Regions from separate parts of the Rattus norvegicus genome. Here regions 1 and 2 are each linked to region 3. The links are chromatin contacts, called in public Hi-C maps. All regions are on one chromosome and are shown on one strand. The core of a region is the stretch at or near the end of the contact, and the rest is flanking DNA. Distances in the headings are between cores, read along the strand shown. Region 1 overlaps Igf1r (insulin-like growth factor 1 receptor). Region 2 holds the start of Igf1r (insulin-like growth factor 1 receptor). Region 3 overlaps Igf1r (insulin-like growth factor 1 receptor).

Region 1 (2,727 bases), core at 192-2,691, 130 kb after region 3:
GCCTTGTTGGAGTAGGTGTGGCCTTGTTGGAGTAGGTGTGGCCTTGTTGGAGTAGGTGTGGCCTTGTTGGAGGAAGTGTGTCACTGTAGGCATGGGCTTTGAGAACTTCTTCCTAGCTGCCTGAGATAGTCAATCTTCTAGTGGCTTTCAAATCAAGATGGAGAAATCTCAGCTCCTCCTGCCTGGATACTGCTATGCGGGGGCCCTTTATGATAACGGAATGAACCTCTGAACCTGTCAGCCGCCCCAAATTAAATGCTGTCTTCTATAAGAGATGCGGTCATGGTGTCTCACAGAAATGGAAACCGTAACTGAGACACCTTGTCTTTGTCACTTCATCTCTGCAACTCCAACCTCACCACTGTCATCTTTAGCCTGAGTGACAGCAACACCTTCCTCCAGCGCACACCTCCACCCAGTCCATGCTTGACCACAGACGGAGGGAGCAGGGTTCTGTAAGAGTTCAGGCCCATCTACTTCTATCTCATCTTCTAGCACATCCTGGCTTAGCCCACTTGTTCTCTAGCCTCCAACAGGCTCGGCTCCTGCCTGCTCATGGCCTGCTGCCTTCACAGGGGTCCTCTTCACGCACCACCCCAGTCTCTCTTCAAACATCACCTCCACAGAGGTGCTCTGTGCCAATGCCTGCGCTTTAACAGTTCCCCCAACACTTCTTCAGCTCCCCTCTCTACTTCCCCAACTCTCATCTCTCCACTTCACGTTTGACCAGCCTCCGCTCAATGACTCAAAGCCCAGGAGAATAATGGTACCAAATCACTCATCAGAAATTGGGGGGAGGGGAGGGTGTTCCTGTGCCCAGCCTAAAATATCATATTCCTTGTATACTACTGTAAATCAAGTGTTATTAATTTGCTCTTAGATTTCACAGGAGTACTGAACCTCATCCCTTGCATTCAACCTGTGCTCGGTCATACCATGAAAGTATTAGGTATCAAGTAATTTGGTATTTTTCCCAACCAATCATAAAAATTCAGGACCAAGCAAAGAAACAGAAAAAGATATAACTAAAGTGCCTTTCACATATAATCCACACAAGGACAGTGCAAAGGGCCCGTTCCCTCCTGCCAGCTTATGTCACACAGAGCTGGGACTGGAAGCTCCTTGGAATGAAGAGCCGTTTCCTTATTTACACCCCCCATCCCCATTTATAGAACAAAGGGGAAAATAGGAAGAAACTACCCCCTTATGTCAGAAGAGGAGACAAGCCCAAGCCACAAAGTACAAGGCAGGGCCCAGCAACTGGCCGCTTTGGATTCTGACCGACTCGGATGTTTTGTGACAGAAAAAGAGAGTAATCAAGCTGGACTGTGAATGATAGTAGTGTTCAAAGGCACCAGCCGCAAACAGGAAAGCAAATGTCGCAAGCCTGCCTGTCAAAAGAATCCACACGCAGAGGGAGAAAACACTCAAAAGCATGTGAGGCAGACACGCCCTCGGCTCGCAGCTGGCACAGACGCAGTCCCGAAACACTTCCTCCCTTTCAAAGCTAACAGCTACTTGGCAGATCCAGAAAAGACCCTAACGCTCGCGTTCAGGATATAAGATAGATTTGAAAAATGTAGGATCCCAGGTGGCCAGCAAAGAATAGTGAAAACATATGGAAATGAAGGTTGCTCAGAACAGGGAGAAAGGGCAGTGGTGGGAGGAGTTGAGGGAGGACCCTGCAGGGTCTAACCTGGGAACGAGGACAAGTCCAACCTGGAAACGAGGACAGCAGAAGCAAATAGATGGTATGGTGCCCGGGGCCAGAATTCACTTCTGCAAAGATATCACCTTAAATAAAGCTTTTCAGGTGGGAGGGCCAGTCTTTCCAAAATCTCCTGAGTATTTCCTAAAAGTCAACTGGCAGAACTTTCATTCTGTCAAACTCAAGGGAATGGTAGAAGCAATCTACACAGATTTGGAACATCAGTTCTTAAGAACTTCTAATAGGGAGAGATAGCTCAGAGGTTAAGAGCACCAACTGCTCTCCCAGAGGTCCTGAGTTCGATTCCCAGCAACCACATGGTGGCTCACAACCATCTGTAATGGGATCCGATGCCCTCTTCTGGTGTGTCTGAAGATGGTGACAGTGTACACGCGCGCGCGTGTGCGCGCGCGCGCGTGCGTGTGTGTGTGTGTGTGTGTGTGTGTGTGTGTGTGTGAGAGAGAGAGAGAGAGAGAGAGAGAGAGAACTTTAAAAAGAAATAACTTTTAATAGGAGAAAGGCTGATGGAAACTATCTGACTGAGAAAACCTTCCAAAGCTGGGTGTCTCAATGTGTGTAAGAGATACACAAAAAAAGAGCTTTTCACGCTCAGCATGTGCACCGGGTCCAGGAAGAGTGACAAGTCGCTTAACAGGAGTTTGAAGCCCAGAATGTCCTTCAGAATGGCTTTTGTCGGCTCATGCCCTCCAGTGGACAAACTCCACCTCTAAGCCTCAAGTGCCTCACCTGTAAAACAGGCTGTTGCTACCACAGGGATGTCAGGCCAGTGTGGTGTCACTGTCACCAGGGATGTGCTGAAGGCTACATCACTGACTAAGCATTAGCGATCCCTCCATTCTCTTACCCCAAAATTGCTAGTCTGATGAAGCGAAAGGAAGCTGGCAAAACCGCCAGCTAATCTACCCAACTCCTCCCCTCCCCAAGATTATCAATACCCTATCCATTTAACAGAGATGCTTTCAATTTTGATCAACTTCCCTTCAGAAGTATGGGACAGT
Region 2 (2,715 bases), core at 8-2,507, 180 kb after region 3:
GCAGATGCGCTGAACTCAGGCTCTTGGAGCTCCTGAACCGTGAACTCGGGCCCCGATCCGCTCTGGCCTTCCGGGAGAGCCCCACCCTCCGCTCCCGAGCCCCGGAGTCCGACAGCTGCGCCCGTGGCAACTGGGTTTTCCCAAACAGGGCGCAGCCCCTCGGAGGAAAAGTTCCCGCAGTGGCCGCGGGCGGCGGGCAAATACTCACTTTCTCCACTCGTCGGCCAGAGCGAGAGCGCGGCGGAGAGAAACACGAGCCCCCACAGCGAGGTCGGGGACCCTCCTCCGGAGCCAGACTTCATTCCTTTTATTTGGGACAAAATTCCCTTTTCTCAAAAAAAAAAAGAAAAGAAAAGAAAAGAAAAGAAAAAAAAAAGAAAAAAGTCTTCAACTCAGTCCTCACTCTCGTCCAAAAACAAGAGCGAAGATCCTCGGAAAGCGGCGTGGACAGGGAGGGTGGCGCGGGGCGGCCCCTCAGCGCCGGCAGCAGCGGCCCACGGGGCGGCGGAGTAGGGAAGCCGGGGCGCGCCGGGGCGGGCTGTCGGTGTCGTCGGCCTCCATTTGCAAACCCAGAGATGCAGAAGAGGGAGGAAAACTGTACAGAAAGAGGAGCAAAGCCCAAATCGCCGCAGGCGGGGACAAACGCCCCCGATTCCCGGAGGGAACGACCACCCGAGCCTACGCGGCGGGAGAGCCCGACGCAGTTGGCGAGACTGGTCCGAAGTCCCGGGCGCGGGCGAGGCCGGCGAGGGGCAGAAATGCTGAGTGGAAATGAATGAGCGGTTCCCCCTCCTCCGGCTCCTCCTCCTCCTCTGGGCTCCGCTCGCCGCCGCCTCCTCCCTCAGCGCCGCCGCCGCGAGCTCCTTCCCAAATCCAAATCCAGGACACACAAAGCGGCGGCCGCGCAGCGCTCAGCGCTCCCGCCGCCCCGCGTCGGCCCCCGCCCGCCGCCGACTCCGTGCGCGGGGGCTCCGGCTCGCTGAAGGTCAAAGCCGAGCACGCCGCGTGCCGTGGAGCTCTTGCAGGCACGGGAGAGGCGTGGAGGGTCCAAGGAGCGGGGCCGAGGGTCTGCGAGCGCCGGGCGCGCCGGGATAGGCTCGCTGGCGGCTTCCCTGTCGCTCGCCTCTCTCGAGTTCGCCCGGTGCGCTCGCTCCTCCTCGGTTCCCCCTCCTCCTTTTTTTCCGCTCAGCGGAGTTAATGCTGGTAAACAAGAACCTCAGCCTCACCGCGCCGCCGCCGCCACACACTGGGGGCTCTACGCGCGCGCTCTCGGGGCCGCGCACACGTGCCCGCGCGCACACTCCAAGCGGCTACAGCCGCAGTCCCGGCGCGCCGAGGGCCGGGCCCCGATTCGGCAGTCGCCAAGAGCCGGAGTTCGGGATCGCAGGGACGTGTGGAGCGGAGCGCGGGCGTGGGGAGCCGGGCCCAGGAGGCACCGCCCCCCGCGCCTCCACCCGCGCCGGCCCCCGCGCGCACACTGAGCCACGCGCGCGCCCACGCTTCCGCCCCCACCCGCACTGCGCCGGCCGGCCCTGTCCGCACCCTCCCCACCCGCAGGACTCTAAAAAACAATGCCCCGGGCGCCGGCGGGACTCGGTGGCCAAGGGGGCGGCGGCAGGGCGGGCGGGCTGCGGGCGCGGTGGGCGGGGAGTGCGGCCCCGGAGCTTCATTGAAAACAACAACAGCGCGGCTGGTGAGCGCGCTGGCCCGCTCTGTGAAAAAGCTTCATTGTTTCTTGCAGCTGTTGCAAAATAAATAAATAAGTGCATGCATGCGGCATTTTTTCGCAGCGTGGTGGAAAGCCCGGACGCGGCGGGAGGGGCACACCTGGGGGAAAGGGGACCCCTGAAGAGACTGCTGCTACGCAAGGCACTTTCCACCCCAAGCTTGGGCGCCCGTGGCGGTGCTCCTTGGGTATTCCGGTGCTTACGCGCTGACAGAGAGCGGACAGGGTGCGGTCCGCATGCCTCTGTTCTCGAAGCACCGCGATTCCACCGCGGGTCCCGAGCCCTGGAAAGGGGACCCAGACAGGCGGCCCCTCGTGCCCAAGACGCGTCTCCGCGGCGGCCGCCAGAGGGCGCGGCGGCAGCCCGGGAGGGCTGGCCCGGGGAATGTCGCCTCCCTCCCTCCCGGGGAGGAAATGTGGGGGCCCCGAGTCGGGGACCGACTCGGCTGGGTCGTGCTGGCGGGGCCTCCCAGCCCCATTCCTCTCCCGCCCTGAGGGCGCTCCACCGCATCGTGCTGGTCGGTGCTCCACCACGTGGGCAGCTGCGGAGAAGGACCGCAGCGCGTGTCGGGCTGCGGGAACCCGCAGCTGGGGGGCGTGTCCGGGGGGTTCCCAGGATGGGGATTGCGGACGGGGACCCTAACCCGGACAACGTCGTCTGGCTCAGGTCCCAATCTTAAGAATGTGTAGCCGTCACCAAGGATCGGTGGCCACTGCAGAAACCCACCCGCACCTGCCTCTAATATCCCCCCTCCCCTCCGCGTCCCTCTAGCTTCATTTGATCCGTAAGTGACTTGAAACTAGCACCAGCCCAAGTATCCTCGGTGGATTTCTCGAATGTGCCAGAGGAGAGGTTTCCCTGAGGCTTCCCCGGGACTGCCATCTAACGAACAAACACTGCGGAGGCCAGGTCCTCAAAGGGGAAGAAAACAGTAATGGCTGGAGAAAGGAGTTTGAAATACGTGGACTTTTAAAAATAGTGATTGGAT
Region 3 (2,815 bases), core at 155-2,654:
CAAACGCACACAGGTAGTGGAAGCTACTCCTGGGAATCCAATCCTGGCCAGGACATACTAGGCCCACCCACATTTCTTCCTGCAACCGCCTTCCCTTTCAGCATGTTCCCTAAGGTCCTCAAGGGTTCCACAACTTTGCAGGGTGTGAGACCAGAGGAGCCCAGAGGTCTGAGGCCTCCTCTGTTGAGGTTACAATTCCTACAACCGTAAATCTTGTAAAGCATGTCCACAAGGTCCTTCAGCTTCTCACCAGAACTTCCAAACCATGTCTTTCGGCTTAATTTCCTACTAAATATCTACAACAAATTTCCATACGTTAGTTTTTCTGCTCGTGAAAGGGGGAAAAAAGCCAGGCAAGATCAGATGTCCTCTGCAACACTAGCTTCTAGAAAAGAGCGTTTTTGAATGGGATGCCACGTGCTGTGTTTTGCCATATTGCCTGCGCTTCCTGCTTGGAGCCAGAGTAACAGAACCTTGGGCACTGGAACTGTTCCGCGCCACGCAAATTCCACCCCACATCTTTCAGGCAACCCTGTCGCAAATAATTCATGTCCACTACGCCCCTACCACACAGAATACAACTACATTGTGCTGCTAGAAATGGGAAACCTGATTCAGATCAGAGAAGGTAGAAAAAAACATTTAGTTCAACACAATACTGCCTTTATGGAAAGGGGCGTGCGCCGGGTGGTGGTGTAAATCCCAAACCTGTGAGTGGGGATAGATTTCAAGACGAATTTTGGAAGAAAATGCAGAATCAAAATAACATTTAGCTTGACTCAAACCACCAATAATAATAACAACAACAAAAGCCCAGCCAGTCCTTCTAGAGCGGCGCCTGTTTAGGTTGCATGGTGCTCCAGCCAGCCCGTTCTCCTGGGAAATGGTGCTGCTGCTACAGCATGACTTGCTTTGCTTGCAGCAATAAAAGGAAAACAAGCTTGCACGACCCAATAGATTCCTTCAGTTTGTGCCTAGCAGCGGGAAGAAAAGAAAAGAAAAGCATGAAAAAGGGTCCTGGGGCAAGGGGAATGGAGGACAGGATCCTAGAGAACAGCACTACCCTGCAGGATTTTTGTAAACAGCAGCCTGTAATGGCCACGGTTAGAGAAAGAAAAACAGACATGGAGGGAAGCGTGTTTACAACTGCAGCAAGGGCGGGAGGCGGAGGGAGGGATTCCCCGGCTCTGCGCTCGGCCCTCTCGGCTCCGGTGGGGCCCCGGGGTTGGGCTGGGCTTCAGCTCCCAACCCCAATCCGTGCTTTCTTGGGGGGCCCCCATCTTGTTTATGGGAAGGTTACTCCTCCTCGGCTCTGGTGATCGCGTCCCTAATACTCCAGCTGCATCCTTGCGGGATGCCCACTTGACTGACAAGTCCTCCAGCCAATCACTGCCTGGGCCCTTTGGAAAGGTGGAATTTCCCAACAAACCGATTGGCTGAGAGGGAGGGCGGGCCCTGGTGATTGGCGTGTTATTCCGAGTAGAAAGTAGTAAACAACCTTGGTCCAGGGGCGGTGGGGAGGGCGCGCGATGCCAGCTCCCTCTGGCAGGCAGGGCGGGGTGGGGAAGCACCCGAGACAAAAGGAACCTCGGCTGCCGCAGCAGGGAGGGCAAGAAGGGGGTGCCCTCAAAAGTCAGCACCTGGAGGCGTCATTTGGAGCCCCCGCGCCAGAACTGCTGACTTTCAGCGACACATCGTTTTTTTGTTCTGTGTAGAACCTCAAAGGTTTTGTTTTCATCGTTTTCTCTTCTTCATGTAGGGCTGAAAAACTCTCCAAAGGAATGATAACCGATTTAGTCCCTTTTGTCCAGAAGCCCCCTTCTCACTGTCGAATAAAATTTTAAATTTGTCTTTTATGAAGTTGCTTTAAACCACACACTAAAATTGTTGCAGTACACAATACGCCATTAATGGCATGCTGGTGTACTAGACACCCAGCTACATCTTTTGATAGCAAGTTTTAGGAGCTCTGAGCCTATTCAGAGCGGTTGGGAATGGAGAACATACACAAAAAGAAACAAGACATGATGGTGTTGGGACCACCTGGTAAGAAATAAGCGGTTAACTTGCCCTGTTCATATTTCTGCCAGTCTCGCTTGAATCTCCCATTCCCTCATTCCAGCCTCACCATCCTTACAGGACCCCAGGCGGAGGAAACCATCTGCTCCTAGGATGGGGGCTTTGCTTACTCTGGCACATAATCGTGCTCAGAAGTCTACACAAGTCGCTATCCGGAGCAAGTCCCCTCAATGCAAAAGGGAACTAGGAGGCCAGCCAATCCGGCTCTCCACTTCTGATGCTTGTTGATGCTATACACTTTAACATGCGGAGACCATGTTGCCATTTTCCATGCTCAAGACATCGATAACTGGTACCTTGTAGGAGGTAACTTGGTGCAAACTGGCCACCTGGCATTATCCTTTGCTGCCCTAGTTGGTGTTCTCCCTCAGCCTGTCTTCTATGGGGCATGCCACAAGCAGCCCCCATAAATGCTCACCCCACACCACCTTTGCTGTATAAAACATGGATTTAGGCTTTCCTTGGTCCTTGCAGCCTGGCATCAGACCCTAAACCAGTAGCTTTTTGCTTTGTAGGCACCCTCCCTCCAGACACTTTGTTCTGTTCCCAGGTCCCTGCCCAGACCACACACATCCTTTTACTCAACGTTGGTTTTTATGCTTTCTAGACGTTACCCATGCCTGCCCAGGAGAGGCCACTGTTCTCCACTGTTCTCCCTGGCCCAGCTACCCCACTTCTTGCAGAAGAATGAAAATTTTTTTCCTAGCACTAAGTCTCTGATAGGGTTTTTAATGCT

Evidence for each region. Hi-C and Micro-C count contacts between places; a contact is called where the count stands out from the background.
Region 1: a Hi-C map of Schwann cells shows a contact between it and region 3, with 5 times the contacts expected there. The contact joins two enhancer-like sites. A contact is called at or near these places in 2 of 12 Hi-C or Micro-C datasets (Schwann cells and mammary epithelial cells).
Region 2: a Hi-C map of liver shows a contact between it and region 3, with 9 times the contacts expected there. The contact joins the promoter of Igf1r here to the enhancer-like site in region 3. A contact is called at or near these places in 11 of 12 Hi-C or Micro-C datasets (the A7r5 cell line, the Rat2 cell line, Schwann cells and 6 more) and 1 of 1 datasets of contacts at active chromatin or transcription factors (oligodendrocytes).

The regions. Positions count from the first base shown.
Region 1 is chr1:131,007,240-131,009,966 of GRCr8, reverse strand. All of the region lies in intron 1 of Igf1r (insulin-like growth factor 1 receptor), which reads right to left. Among named protein-coding and RNA genes, the nearest start is that of Igf1r, 49 kb to the right of the region's middle. Within about 2 kb of position 1,441, at least 10 of the 93 cell types and tissues checked have an H3K27ac peak or open chromatin away from gene starts, as enhancers often do. A contact at or near this core is called in Schwann cells, where this site is marked.
Region 2 is chr1:130,958,539-130,961,253 of GRCr8, reverse strand. It overlaps Igf1r (insulin-like growth factor 1 receptor), which reads right to left and starts at 1,257. Exons shown (of 21, transcript NM_001414181.1): 1 at 209-1,257. The coding sequence starts at 302.
Region 3 is chr1:131,141,205-131,144,019 of GRCr8, reverse strand. All of the region lies in intron 2 of Igf1r (insulin-like growth factor 1 receptor), which reads right to left. Among named protein-coding and RNA genes, the nearest start is that of Pgpep1l, 140 kb to the left of the region's middle. Within about 2 kb of position 1,404, at least 85 of the 93 cell types and tissues checked have an H3K27ac peak or open chromatin away from gene starts, as enhancers often do. A contact at or near this core is called in the A7r5 cell line, Schwann cells, liver and 1 more, where this site is marked.